Regions from separate parts of the Mus musculus genome. Here all the other regions are linked to region 1. A link is a contact called in public promoter capture Hi-C data. All regions are on one chromosome and are shown on one strand. Each heading gives the region's core, a stretch centred on a gene start, on an enhancer-like site or on the middle of the called end of the contact. The rest is flanking DNA. Distances are from core to core; before and after follow the strand shown.

What was found. Promoter capture Hi-C pulls out the DNA fragments that hold promoters and counts their contacts. Capture Hi-C pulls out chosen DNA fragments and counts their contacts.
Region 2: a contact with region 1 is called in a promoter capture Hi-C map of liver. The contact joins the promoter of Cdk20 here to the promoter of Slc35d2 in region 1. A contact is called at or near these places in 8 of 39 promoter capture datasets (the SN4741 cell line, cranial neural crest, embryonic stem cells and 4 more) and 3 of 9 other capture datasets (adipose tissue, liver and pancreatic islet).
Region 3: a contact with region 1 is called in a promoter capture Hi-C map of hippocampal neurons, with 2.5 times the contacts expected there. The contact joins the promoter of 1700024I08Rik here to the promoter of Slc35d2 in region 1. A contact is called at or near these places in 2 of 39 promoter capture datasets (the 3T3-L1 cell line and hippocampal neurons).

The regions. Positions count from the first base shown.
Region 1 is chr13:64,127,748-64,132,781 of GRCm38.p6, forward strand. It overlaps Slc35d2 (solute carrier family 35, member D2), which reads right to left and starts at 1,583. Exons shown (of 12, transcript NM_001001321.3): 1 at 1,439-1,583. The coding sequence starts at 1,560.
Region 2 is chr13:64,429,671-64,434,398 of GRCm38.p6, forward strand. Cdk20 (cyclin-dependent kinase 20) reads left to right here and starts at 2,883. Exons shown (of 8, transcript NM_053180.2): 1 at 2,883-3,000; 2 at 3,307-3,420. The coding sequence starts at 2,926. It overlaps 1700015C15Rik (a long non-coding RNA gene), which reads right to left and starts at 2,766. Exons shown (of 3, transcript XR_873594.1): 1 at 2,684-2,766; 2 at 1,581-1,735.
Region 3 is chr13:63,731,753-63,736,813 of GRCm38.p6, forward strand. 1700024I08Rik (RIKEN cDNA 1700024I08 gene) reads right to left here and starts at 2,546. Exons shown (of 5, transcript NR_126476.1): 1 at 2,450-2,546; 2 at 1,703-1,823.

The sequences.
Region 1 (5,034 bases), core at 333-2,832:
CTGGTACACTAGGATGTGAAATTAAGGCGTTTTGTTTTGTTTACCTGTTCTATTCACTTCAGTTACCTATGTGCCTGAGAATATGGCTGTCACATCCTGAGCACACACTGTCATTAAATTTATGAAGGCTCTGTCCCCGCCCTCCTGTAAAGTTCTCCTGGGGGTCTTCTTGGTACTTGGTCACTCCCTTCCAGTCATCTAGCCAAGTTGACTTTCTCTCTGCTCTTCCAGGAAGCCAAGCTCTTGCTGCTCTCTTCTGCCTGATGTTCTGGCCCCAACCTCTGACCCTCTTCTCTCTTGGGTCACATCTGCAATGCTTTATCAGTTCTTGAACCTGTTTGTTGTTGAAGTAGAACTTCCATCGAAGATGTTCCACATGGTCTATACCATTTTTTCCACAACATACCATGGGATCAGCATAGTAGGTACTCAATAGTATCTGTTGGACTTACAACTTGTGGACCCGATATGGATCTGAGTTTTCCCAAATATAAGACAAAAAAAAAAAAGCAGAACTGTGGGGTTTACAAAGAGCCCTGGGTTGTGGCAGCTCAGGCAAGGCCCTAGGAGGTTAATACCATGCTTATAGTCAGCTAGGTTCTGCATCTAAGGAAAATGCTAAGTATGGCCAGGGAGCAATCACCCCTGGGGCCAGATTTAAAACCACAGTTCTCTCCGGATTCAACCACAGAGTAGAATTAAATAGGATATTATTATAGTCTTTACAAATAAGTTCAAAGAAGCACAGAGTTGCTGGTGCATTCCACTCTGATCTTAAAAAAAAAAAAAAAAAAAAAAAAAAAAAAAAAGCTGATCTTGTAAACTTCTAGTTGTTCTGATTATCCAGAAATACGATGGTTATTTGAGAATGGATGATTAGCCTATATAAACAAACCACACAAGTCCAGATGTAATCGGTGGAACATGCATTTTTGTTTTGTTTCGTTTGTTTTGCTTGGAGCTGGAGATGTATCTCAGTGAAAATGAAAAGCCTTGGGTGGCTTCCTCTGTACAAAACAGGTGTGGTGTCACACATGGAAGGTGGAGACAGGAAAACTATTAGGTAGTCCAGAAGTTAACCTGGGGTGCATGAAATCCTGTCTCAAAAACACCACGAAGATTAAAAGGTAATGATTTGCTCAAAATACATTTATGTTTATGATGTTGTAACCTGTAATAACAGCACTAGAGAGGCTCAGTCATGAGGATTTGAGTTCGAGGCCAGCGTGAACTATCTGATGAATGCCTGTCTTAAAATAAGTCGTCACTTTTTTCTCAGTTGCTGAACTTACTTAATGCTTGCAAAGGTGGCTTTTAAGTTCAGCTGGTGTATGTTCTTGATCCCAAGTGGACTTTGTTGGGTAGTGACTTGGTAAAGGCAGAGCACACTCGGCTTTCCAAGCCCCGGCCACCCTGCATCCCTCATAACCAGCCTCACCCGTATGTGGTCAGCAGCGCCTTGTTGACCAGCACGATGAGGAAGGAGCATGTGCCATAGAAGAGCGCCGACAGCAGCCTGGCCAGGCGAGAGGGCAACGGCGCCGCGTTGGGCTCCTCCATCTCTGCCCTCCGCCGCCCGGCCCAAACCCAGCCCGCGGTCCCGCCCCCAGCGGCCCGGGAAGAGGGTGCGGCAGGAACAGGAAGAGCCTGGGCGCGAACTCCGACCACGGCCCGCCCCGCACCCCGCACCCCGCACCCCCGCACCACGCACTGGTGCTTCTAGTGCGCTCTCTCCTTGGAGGTGTCCACCTCCCGGGAAAGCCGAAAAACTGCCTTAGCCGGCACCCCCAGAAAGGCTGAGGTTCGTTTCCGTTTTTGTTTGTTTGTTTTTAAAAAGTATAATTTATGTCCTACGGGACGCGCCTGATTAGTGAGTTACAGATGCGTTCTTGACAAATGAACAGAACCAAGCAAACACGTAAATCTGAGTACAACATCCCCACAAAGGGCAAGAGTCCCCCTGAGTACTTAGGGTGTATCAGCTGTGGTGCTGGGCTACACCTCCCTGCGTGTGTTCAGAGCGCCCCCATCTACCCCGGTGGTTGGCATGATGGTAATTCCCAATTTACAACTATTACTAAAAATGCTTCCAGGCATACTTCAAGACAAGTGCTCGTGCGGAACGCTTCTGTTTCTCGTTCATAAATGCCTAAGACTGGCATCCACCATAAATGCCATGTATTCGGCTTCTCTTCCTCTGGACACTTTTGGTAAATTCAGGCCTCCCTCACAAAAGGCCCACTTCTCCCTAGGACAGCAGCCCCAGGATCCCTGGTTCTTGTGAATAAAAGCTCAAAGCTGTAGAACGACTCTCAAGTTTGTTCTCATGTTCAGATGTATTGCACTTTGATCAGTATTAACTTGCATTCCACAGCCAAAATAGTGTTTTTTTGAGTTCTGACTGCACACACCAGTGTTAGGTCCAAAGGGCTCCTCATTCCGTGGCCAAAGCGCAGGCTCACTGACTTGGTTCAAAATTGAGTATAGGCCCAGCTCAACCTGGACCATGGGAAGATTCCTGGCAGTTGGATAAATGCCAGCAGAAACAAACAATCCATAGCTTAGGGGAGATCAGCGGCTTGGTTTGGATAGGAGAACATGGAGGTGTCCCCGGTCCATCTGTGTGTATCTCTTCTGGGTGTTCTGCATTGGGGGTATTGAAGGGGCACAGAAAACTGCCAACATGACCATTCTCTCCATCATGTACCACTGAGGTGTGTTGTAGGTTAAGAAAAAGTACCCACACCGGGCGTGGTGGCGCACGCCTTTAGTCCCAGCACTTGGGAGGCAGAGGCAGGCGGATTTCTGAGTTCGAGGCCAGCCTGGTCTACAGAGTGAGTTCCAGGACAAGCCAGGACTATACAGAGAAACCCTGTCTCGAAAAAAAAAAAAAAAAAAAAGAAGAAAAAAAAAAGTACCCAGAGCAGAAGGAGAAAGAAGATGGGGCTGGTGAGATGGCTCAGTGGGTAAGAGCACCCGACTGCTCTTCCGAAGGTCCAGAGTTCAAATCCCAGCAACCACATGGTGGCTCACAACCATCTGTAACAAGATCTGACTCCCTCTTCTGGTGTGTCTGAAGACAGCTACAGTGTACTTACATATAATAATAAATAAATCTTTAAAAAAAAAAAAGAAAGAAGATGGACTTGCAAGCAGTCTAGGCATGGCCAGGGAAGTGGGAGGGGATAGTGGAGATAGCAAGAGAGAGAACAGAACATAGAGAGCACTAGGAGAGAGCAAGAGAACAGGAAAAGAGAGTAACAGGTTATAAAGGGGATGAGGAGCTGGAGGGGACATGGCAGGCAGGAGACTAGGTAGAGACTGAGGGAGCCTGGAGGCCTATGCATCACAGAAACATGTCAATGGAGCCACACGTCCCTTCTGAGGAATGCTGGCTTTTATCTTACTGCCAAAATCCTCCTATAGTCCAGGTTGAGTTGGGCCTAGACTCAATTTTGGTGCCCTTTTGATCAGTGCCCTTTTGAGGGAAACTGGGGTACTCTTTGGACCTGACAATCAGGGCAGGGAAACCTTGAAAGATCAACCAAAAACAACTCAGGTGAAAAGAAAACCTAATGGGTCCTTCGAAGGATGATTCTAAACACCACACCCTTGAATAAAAGGAAATCTCCACTCATTACCCTAATTTAAGACCTGAGATAGGGCTGGCAATATTTAATATTAACTACACCAGAACCTCATTCATCTTTGCTAACCAGGTTAGCAAAGTATAGAAGACACTTGCTACCAAGCTTGAAGCCCTGAGTTTGATCCTTAGAACCTACACGTTGGAAGGAGAGACCAATTACAAAAGTGATCCTCTGGCTATCTATCTCCACACGAGCCATATAGCACATGCACTTGTGTGTGTGCACACACCCAAACACTGCATAACAAATGTTTTTCTTTTTCAATTAACTCCACTAATGTAGTTTAATAAAAAAATAAAATAAAAAGGACATGAGTGCTCTTAGGTATGATGGTTTGTTGTAGACAAAAGGAAGATATAGCCAGAGGCAGAGACATCTGGGAGGGTCCAGAATAAACATGACCCTGAACCATGCCCAAGTGAGGAGAGGGAGGGAGAGGGAAAAGCCAGGAGACTAAAAGGCCAAAATGTCTGTATTATATAGGGAAAAGCAACCCAGCTTCTGACTGGAGAGTTCAGGGTAGGGGCAGGGTATGCCAACCAGGACCCTGCAACAGGTAGGAACTGAGGGATGCTGAGAGAACCTAGTGGCCAGTCTGCTTTGATATGTTAATAAGCAACCCAGTTAGCCATTTGTCCTGGTTTGAGATCTAAGGTCAGTATATGCATATGCACATATATGTATACAGATGCACTCACTCATCCCAGCAGCACAGGTAGAGGCCAGAGGTTGACACTGGGATCTTTCCTCAGTTTCTCTCTTTTCCCTATTTTAACTGCAGCAAGCACTTGGCCATCTCCCCAGCCCAGCATGTTAGCACTGTGATGAATGAAGTAAGGAAATTAATATCCACAATCCAGCCCAGTGTTAATAGGGCAAGTCTTTAAAACCAGCACTGAGGAGGCAGAGGCAAGCAGATCTATGTAGTGAATTCCAGGCATGTCAGGGTTACAAAGTGAGACCCTATTTCAAACCATAATTTTAAAGAAACAGTAATTCATACTATGCTTTAAAAAAAAGCCTGAAGGCTGGGTACATGATGTAGCTCAGCAGTAGGATGCTTGCATAGTGTATATGATACTCTGAAGTCAACCCACAACCTCAAAAAAGCTGTCTGAGACAACTGAGACAAAGAATGTCAGGTTGAGGGTTGTTTCTTTCTTTTTTTTTTGGATCTATCCAATCATATCTATCTATCTATCTATCTATCTATCTATCTATCTATCTATCTATCTATCTATCTATCTATCTATCTATCTATCTATCTATCTATCCATCCATCCATCCATCCATCCATCCATCCATCCATCCATCCATCCATCCATCCATCCATCTATCTATCTATCTATCTATCTATCTATCTATCTATCTATCTATCATGGTT
Region 2 (4,728 bases), core at 1,633-4,132, 300 kb after region 1:
CTCCAATTTCTTCTGTCTCCTCTTACTCCCTCTTAAATTCATGACCTCTTCTTTAATTATTATTGTTACACATATACACATATGTACATGAGCGTGCGCACACGCACACACACACACAAACTCATTTAGTTTTGCTTATATGTATAGGAGTGACCAATTGGACTGGATAGCCTATTAGGGGACTTCTCCCTGGAGAAAACTGATTTCCCTTCTTTCTTAGAATTCTCTCAGCTACTGAGACATTGAACTCTGTAGTACAGGCTGGTTTTGAACTCATGATCTTTCTGCCTTTCAGCATCCCAAAGTGCTGAAATCACAGGCTGCACTACCTGGAAGGGGGCTGATGATGCTTTCTGTTTTTAAGTATAAGAAGTTTTTCTTTCCCTTTAAAAACTCTTTTAGAACTTTATACATATTCAGCTCACGATACTGACATCCGTTGACAGTGAAAGGGAAGTTATTGCCTCAGGACCCCAAATTCTTAACACGAAGATTTATTTACCCCAGAGGGCAGGGGATAAGAGACAAAGACAGGAGATAGAGGACGAAGGAGAAGAGGGGGAGAGGAGGCAAGTATATTTGTCCCAGGATGACAAAGGACTGCTTTTGGATAGAGAAAAGACAGACATGGCCCATAGGCAAATGGTGGTTTATAAAGGTAAAGGGAAAAACCCATATTAGGATGGGGTGTTTAATTTTAATTGGACATGTTAATTAGGTGAGCCAAAGGGGGCTTTTAATTCCCGACTTTAATACTTTGATAGCTGGACACTGGTAGCAGCCTCAGGAGGAAGAATTGGCCAAGAAGGAACCAGACCTTGGTGGCTTGCTTTAGGAATGTAATTTAACTTTTTTTTTTTTTTTAGCAAGGCAGAGGGAATTGAGAAGAAGGGCAAGGCAAGTGGGCCAATGTCCCTTTGGAAAGCGGAAAGGCTTCAGCAAAGGTCTGGAACTCACAATATTGGGTGAGACAAACTTTTCAAAGAGAATAGTCTTGTCTAATCCCAGGACTTGGGAGTCAAAGGCAGGTGGACATCTGTGAGTTTGAGGCCAGCCTGGTTTACAGAGTGAGTTTCAGGTCAGCTAGAGTAATACTGTGTGGCCCCTGTCTCAAACAATAAACAAACAAACAAACAAAACCCCAGTGTATTAGTTTTGGATATCAATGCTACAATCTCCTTAATTCAGAGGTAATTAGCCAATGAAAGCTACACTCAGCATACAATCAAGGATAAGCTCAAATTCCTGGGCTTCTGCCCCCTCACGCTCCCTCTACCCCCTAGTCCACACTTGGATTTCCTTTTTCTGATTTAAACCTAGGCGTAGTGTGTGCCACAGGTATGGCAAAAACTTTCACTTATCTCATTCCCTGAGAAGAGGGTCCCACAGCCAGTCCATAGAGCCTGGCTAGTTTCATATTCTATTTAAAAGTTTCGTTTCTTTTGGGTTTGAGAAAGTCTCACACTGTAGCTCAGGCTGGCCTGGAACCTGAGGCAATCCTCCTGCAACTCCTAGTCTCTCTAGTATTGGGATTGTAGGGAGTGAGCAACCACCCCTGAAACACTTTTTAACAAACGCACACAAAAGTGGTAATTTCTTGGCATCCTTGCCTTCCCACGTTAGTGTAGGTTCTTCTCCCCTCTCTTCTGTCTTGATTTCTCCACAGCTTTACCATGTTAGCAGGTAACCTTGTCCATACTGGCTTCGTACTTGAGATTCTCTTCGTCTTGGCCTGCTGGATACAAGAGTTATAGTCAGAACAACTGTATCAGGTTTATCATCTACGTTCCTGATAGTAATCATCCTAAAGGGTGTAAGATATCTTATTGTGGTTTGATTTCATTTTTCCTAATTAGTAGGGGTGCTGGTCGTCATCTCATATACTTGTGGACACCTCTCTCTATTTTGAGATAAGGTCTCTTATTAAGCAGGATGCATCGCACTGTGTAGATTAATAAGACCCTGTCAAGTACTGGGACGGCAGATGTGATTTAGAGCAACCAACATAGGTGGTACAGGGAGTCGAACCAAAGGCTTTTGTTCACTCTAGGCAAGCACCTCACCAAAGGAGCTTTATCGTCAGTGCTAGTAAGCTTTTTAAAAAAGGTACTTGGATTCATGATGCCCTTTGGGGACCAAAGACCCAAGTGATTCTCCATGTGATGGTTTGTATATGCTTGGGCTAGGAAGTGGCACTATTAGCAGGTGTGGTCTTATTAGAGTAGGTGTATCACTGTGGAAGTGGGTTTTAATACTCTTGCTGTCTGGAAGCGAGTCTTCTCCGAGCAGCCTGCAGTTGAATATGCTCCTCCTGCAACATACCTGCCTGGATGCTCCATGCTCCCTCCTTTGATAACAAAGGATGAATTTTTGAACATGTAAGCCAGTCCCAATTAAATGCTGTCCTTATAAGAGTTACTTTGGTCATGGTGTCTGTTCACAGCAGTAAAATCCTAACTAAGACACTCCACGACTCAGCTCTGTGCTTGTCTGCAACAATGATTTGCGTCAGTTACAAAGAGGCCTAAATGTAGAGAGCGGCTGAGTGAGTGCCTGCCACCTGATACTCTTGCTGGTTTCTGGAAGTCTTCCACCAGATCCACCTCCCTACCAGAGGCTCCGCCTCTGGGCGAATGAACACACCCTTTACATGCGTAGCCCTGCCCCTCTCAGCCCCACGCACCAGCGTTTCTTGTCACGTGGTGCTATGGCCACGTCCTGGAGCGTTAGATTACGATAGAGTGACTGCCGAAGGCTGCGGAAAGGTGCTGCCTAGAGGGGATGCAGATTCCTGACTGAGCTCAGCACTGGTCTTTCCGGTCACGTGCTTTACGGAGCAGCTGCTAGACGCGTTATTGCTAGGCAACGCTTGCAGGAGCCTATGCTGGATCCCTGTAGAGTAGGATCTGGGCACCGCGGGCCGACATGGACCAGTATTGCATCCTCGGTCGCATCGGGGAGGGCGCCCACGGCATCGTCTTCAAAGCCAAGCACGTAGAGGTGAGACCATGCCGCACGTGCAGTCCGAGGGATGCCCACTGCGCTCCCTCTGCAGTCTTTCCGTGTAGAGATCTGCTAGCGCGCGCGGGCGCGCCTCAGAGGTCTCTTTAGGATACTTGGCGGGGTCCCATCTGTGGCGATCCCGCTTCCAGCGGCCGGACTGCGGGAGCGCGACCCCTGGCGGTCGGTTCAGATCTTCCCGACTTAGGGGCGGGTCTCTGTGGGGTGTCTCGCTCCTGGGGTGTTCTCTCCCTGCCCCTACCTTGCCAAAGGTCTCTGGCAGTGTCGGCACTCTTTCCTGCACAGACTGGCGAGATCGTTGCCCTCAAGAAGGTGGCCTTGCGGCGGCTGGAGGATGGTATTCCTAACCAGGCCCTCAGAGAAATCAAGGCTCTGCAGGAGATAGAGGACAGTCAATATGTGAGTGGGGCTGGGCTCAGGTGGTCATGCAGGGCTCGGGTGAACAAGACCGGTGGCAGGTTCCAAGACAGCAGCTTCTCGACCACTTTCATTCATTTCCATCCCTCTCTACTCACCAGTATACACTTTAAAGGAGTCCTTTCTAATCCCCATTCTGCCCCCTCCTGCTTACTCCTTATTTATGCTCCCAGATCCACTCTCACCTGAGTACTTAACCCTCCCATTCTCTCTCATTTACACACCCATTGCTCATATGTTTATGCATCCCCCCCCCTTTAACTATTGTGTGTGTTTCTTTTTGTTTTCTCCTTTCCTTCCTATACCTGCTCTCCCACCTTCCTTATGCTAGACAGGTGCTGGGCCATTAAATTATGCCCCTAACCATGCTGACTTCTCAGCAGTTTGCACCCGTTGAGCCCCTACTTTGTTCTGAAGGATATCTTAAAGACTTTCATGTGTGGTCACCCTCCGTTCACCCTGCTTTTCTCTCTTTCTTTCTTCCTTTCTTCCTTCCTTTCTCTTTCTCTCTCTTTCTCTCTCTCTCCCTCTTTCTTTCTTTCTTTCTTTCTTTCTTTCTTTCTTTCTTTCTTTCTTTCTTTCTTTCTTTCTTTCTTTCTTTCTTTCTTTCTTTCTTTCTTTCTCTTCAGGGTCTTTGTTAAGCACAGGGGAATGCTTGGCTTTTATCATCAGCTCATGGGTCTGCAGCTGAGTGACACTGCCAGAATGCCCCTGGGGCCTCCTAAAAATTCTGGCCTGTACACAGCACTAGTGACACTGAGGAATTGGTCTCAGTCTGATTCCTGAGAGCTTATGTGTGATGGAATCAGTTTGTGTGCTCCTGTATTGTGAAGTGTAGTGGTGTGTGCCTCAAAATTTACTGCAGATGAGATATGTGTTCATACCTCATCTTTATAACATGAGATATGTGTTTATATATGTGTACTGTGTGTAACATGTGTACTGTCTGAATGTAGGTGTGTATTTTTATTTGTTCCAATGCTGGTTTACTGCCAAAATAAAACCTTCACTAAGGTGGTTCCTTTTTGTTGTTGTTGAAAATAAAAGGGCTTTCCAGGCAGCTTATGTGTGGGACAGGTGGTTCAAGACCCATAAGGATGCTGATGATTGACAGCCGTCCTGACGTTGCCATTTTACCTGGTTAATTAATTTATATTTAACTTTATGCGTAGGAACATTTTGCATGTGTTTATGTGTGTGTACTGTGTGTGTGCCTTGTGCCCATTGAGGCCAGAAGAGGGCATCATATTCCCTGGAACTGGAGACGGATGGTTGTGAGCCACTATGTGG
Region 3 (5,061 bases), core at 1,296-3,795, 400 kb before region 1:
TGGACCAATAGCATATTAGAACTCTGAGGATTTCAGCAGCTTCCCTATGTGAGCCACTAAACAAACAGTCACCGTGGGTGGCCTGTACTCTGAACTGGAGCTGAGCTTTTCAGAGACATGTTATTCGGTTTAGACAGGGCTGGTATTTTCTGGGTACTTCCTAGGGTTGTTGGAGTCCTCAAGACCTGGAAGAAGAGAAACAGTCCCAGCTATGTTTATATAAACTCAACTTTGACCTGTCGAGGTGAAATTTGTTTTGTTTACTTCAGGAACATGTAAGCCCACAGTATTCGTTCTCAGCCTTTGAACACTCAGTTTGTGGTGGTACACATTGTAATCTCAACCCTTGTGGGTCTAAAGCAAGAAGATTGTGACTCTGAGGTCAGCTGGGGTTACATATTGAGACTCTACCCCCAAACAAATTAGATACAGCCAAAGGGAGATTTCCAGAAGCAATGGATATGAAGAAGGCACTAGGTTCTAGTTCAGATGTATCATTCTAAATATGTTGTGAGTTGTTATACCACCATGGTGGCAGGCACCTAGATGTGCTTAAGGATAAAAGGCCTGAAGGTGGTGGTATGATACTTAATGAGTATGATAAGGTTACAAATCGGGGCATCTAAGGTGGCATCTGCTGCTGCAGAGCAAAAGCTCTAATTCTGGCATTTCAGAGCCTAAGAGAAAAAGACAAACCACCTCCAGCCTAGCTCCACCTTTAAAGCGAGGCTGTCAGTCAAAAGGATACCAATGGGACCCATGATGACCATGTGAATGTGAAAGGCATAGTATTGGGAGAGGAATGGAAGTGGGAAAGATTTGCCATTGGGTAGACTTGCTGAACCTTAGCTAGCGTTGACAATGGAGGTCATCCCACAAGGCAGGGAGACTACAGTGAATGCTAAATTGATGCAGCAAAGTAATAAGGGTGGAAGTGGCACAGAGAAGCCATCACTAAACCACAGCTGTGATGCACTTTTATTGACAAAAAGAAAGGGTGGCCCAAAGGAGCCAAAGGCATCAACTCTGAGAGGGAGGTCTCTTGACTCCCTCCTATTCATGGCTCCACAGTACCCTTCCTGGGCTTGTGGTCCCTGTTCTTGTGGTCCAAGACAATGGCTTCTGTGTTCTAGAAAGCAGAGTGGAGGACGGGATGACAGAGAAAGCAAGGCTTGCTACTTCTTAAAGAGTCTGGAAACAGTTACATGATACCTGCTTTTGCAGCTTATTCATCAGAACTTAGTCCCATGACTATACTTGCTGCAACAGAGTCTGGGAAATGTAGTTTGCATAATAAATGTCCACATATTCATTAAATTCTGTTACCATGGAGAAAATATGTGTTATAGGACAGGTAGCCATCTGGCTATATTTACCTTGCTATAATTAATGGCAGAAGTCATGAGAACTCATGCCACAGCTGTGTCCCTATATGATAACACTATATGCCACCTTCCCTTCGTCTTACCTCTGAAGCATGTAATACATGGCCAGTGTGCAGAAATCTCTGTCTAATATTCAGCTGTATTGAACCAGCACCAGAGAGGAAATAAAACAAATCCAAATGTTTGGCAGAGGGTTTTTGCTAACTCTTAACTCACACTGCCTATTTGGAACAAATAGTGTGTGGTTCATAATGTCCTGTCTTTTAGGTTAGATATAATCATTAGGATAGTTGCTAATGAATTGTAAGAATGCTTACCTCTGCTCTATGCATCCATATGTATCCTTATGTATCCACAATGTACCCACAATGTACTTAATATGTCATGATGAGGAGCAGGACTTGGGATGGCTCTGTTTCCCTGCTGTTTCTCCCTGATCTGTTGGTAGTGAAAGGACTGAGTTACTATGGATGGCAACAAGAATGCAGGTGCCTCTCCCCTTAGCCCTCCTCAGAAGCCACCAGTTTGAGAACACAGAGGGGCCACAGAATAAGGGAGCTGGGGGATGGTCATTGTGGTTAATGCCCATGGTAGAAATTGGCAGGACACATGAGAACAGCATTGGGCAATGAGTGCAGGTGGCGTCCTGCCTCAGGTAACCGAGTCTCATTGTCCCTTTGTGTCCTTGGATTCATTTACATCTCAGGCAAAGCATTGAGTGACACTGTAGAAGACAGGAAGGGCAAAGAGGGATCCACAGACAAAGAAGTAGTTTGGGGAGCAGGAAAATAAAGAATGAAAGAAAATCCTGAAGACTCCCTAGGGCAGCCCAGCCTAAACTCAGTGACTTGAGGGACATTCCAGCTCATGTCATCACTTCCAGTTGCCTTTGTGAATCTCTCTCTCTCTCTCTCTCTCTCTCTCTCTCTCTCTCTCTCTCTCTCTCTCTCTCTGTGTGTGTGTGTGTGTGTGTGTGTGTGTGTGTGTGTGTGTGAAAGATGAGATGTTGTGATGATGAGACTGGAGACTCCTCTAGATCAAAACATGTTAAAGGATACATTTACCATGGATCTCTGCTTGAATGACAATAACTTAGTTTCTCTTTACTTTACCAGACAAACTTCTTATGGCTGGCGGAGCAAGTAGCCCTAGTCACATGTCTTTGCAGAAGGGCAAACAAGATCCCAAGGGCTGCTGAACTCTCTACGTCGCAGCCTGGTCATAAAAGAAACGGGTAATAAAGGATGGATGATGTTCTGTGCCTCACCAGTCCTTTGCTTTGCTGTGACCAGGTCAGTCCAGGTCAGGACCCCTCTGCCTGCCTGCAATCATGGTTCTTCTCAGCTTTGCATTTTCTACAGAATCTACCTTGAAAAATTTCACCTCCCTAATCAACCTCTTGAAACTTTAGTTTCTTGAGTTTAAGTTACAACTTTATTAAGTTGTAACACTCACTTTCCATGCTGGTTGCAAGAACTTAAAACACACACACACAAGGCACAGAACAATAAATACTCAAAGTTGTTGCATGTATATATTCTTATTTTATTAATAAGTGGGGGTGGTACCCTCCTGTTTTTTGTTTTGTTTTTGAGAGAGGGTCTCCCTGTATATAGCTCTGGCTGTTCTGGAACTCATTATGTAGAACAGGCTGTCCTCAAACTCCCGGCAATTCACCTGCTTCTACCTTCCAAGTGCTGGGATTAAAGGTATGTGCCACTATGCCCAACTTCTCCTGTTCTATCAACATAAGCCAAACTACCCCTTTTAGAAAGGCTTTCTCCTTTAAAGAATGCTCTAAATGTGAGTTAAGCTGATTTTTAAGTAAAAAAGAAAAAAAATGTGGTTTATATACCGGGCAGTGGTGGTGCACACCTTTAGTCCCAGCACTTGGGAGGCAGAGGCAGGCAGATTTCTGAGTTCGAGGCCAGCCTGGTTTACAGACTGAGTTCCAGGACAGCCAGGGCTATACAGAGAAATCCTGTCTCAAAAAAACAAAACAACCAAACAAACAAACAACCAAACAAATAGATACATAAATGTGGTTTATAATCAAGTCCCTTTAATTTATAAAAATTCCATAGCTTTATGTGTGCACACATATGTGCATGCACACATAGAGGGAGAGGGAGAGGGAGAGGGAGAGAGAGGAGGGAGAGGGAGAGGGAGAGGGAGAGGGAGAGGGAGAGGGAGAGGGAGAGGGAGAGGGAGAGGGAGAGGGAGAGGGAGAGGGAGAGGGAGAGGGAGAGGGAGAGGGAGAGGGAGAGGGAGAGAGAATCCAAGGGAAGAGGTTGGTTTACATTTCTGTAATTTGTATCAAATGTTAAAAACAATTAGAAATTGTTTAATTTAATTAAATATTGTATAAACTTGAGAGATTATGTGGTGAGAAAGGCCTGAAGGAACTGGGAACCCAGGTTACCCCCTGAGATGCCTCCCTACCCCAGTCTTCTTCAGCAAATAGTAGTTCTTTAGTGAGACCATGTCAGGGGATCGGATTCATAGTCCTGGCTCAAGCTCCTACATTCTGTGGTCTCACTTATCAGGTTGGGGATAAAGAGTAGCGGGAACACCTGCCATGTTTCCCATCAACGTGGAAGGCTTGGGCTGAATATGTCCTACATTTCCTGGGCCAAGATATGTACGTGTGGCTTGCAGTAGTTTGTAGCGATTGTGCCTGGGATGGGAGCATTTTGCAGACTTGGTCCTGGCCAAAGTTTTCCCTACGTCTGAGCTACAGAAGCCACAGCAGCGATTTTTGAGTGTACACCATGTTCAGGCTCCCGGGAGAAAAGAAGCTTAAACATCTAATTAGAGAGAAACCAGAAACACATGGGGCATAGTCTAAGGGTGACTATGGAATGCAGGGGTGGATGGAATTGCTAAAGCTTTTCAGAACAACTGATGGAATTTCAGGATTTTATCTTGCTTTTTATTTTCTTTTTAAAACTTTGAAGGCTGAAAATATTTGAGGATAAATGTATGAGTGTGAGCTTTTTGGCAGAGTAGGAAAAAAAATTGTCATTCTGAATCCAGGTTTGACTTGGACAAGGAGAGACTTAAAAAAACACCAGGAAGGCAGAAATTTATGAAAATCGTATTTACTTAGGGCTGAAGGGAAGCTTTCTGTCTAGCCTGAAAGTGATGTCATATGAAGAGGGGGAAATACTGAGTGTCCTCAGTTTGTGTTCCCCAATGTGTGTTTCATAGAACCCAAGTCTCACAGGAGCTTATTGGCAGAGGGGTTCTCTGGCAGGTGTCTTTGGGACCCTCACAGTCCTCGAGATAAGCTTTCAGAAACCCTGAAGCAAATCTTTCATGGTTGACTCCATCATTTCCAAACAATGGCTCCTTTCAGATTTCTTTCTCTCTCTCTTTCTCTCTTTAGTACATTATGACAATCTGATGTATATAACATATTCAATTATATAATATATAATGATTAAATTAAGGTAATTAGCATATCCACCTCACTAAATAGTGACCACTTGTTGGGAATTTTTATTTTTTTCTTTTAAAGATTTATTTTTATTTTTAAAATATATGTATGTATATTTGCACCCCCCTCTGTGTGTGTGTGTGTGTGTGTGTGTATGTGTGTGTGTGAATGCAGTGTCCTTGAAGGCCAGAAGAGGGCACCCAACCCCTGAGAGCTGGAGTTACAAGCAGTTGTGAG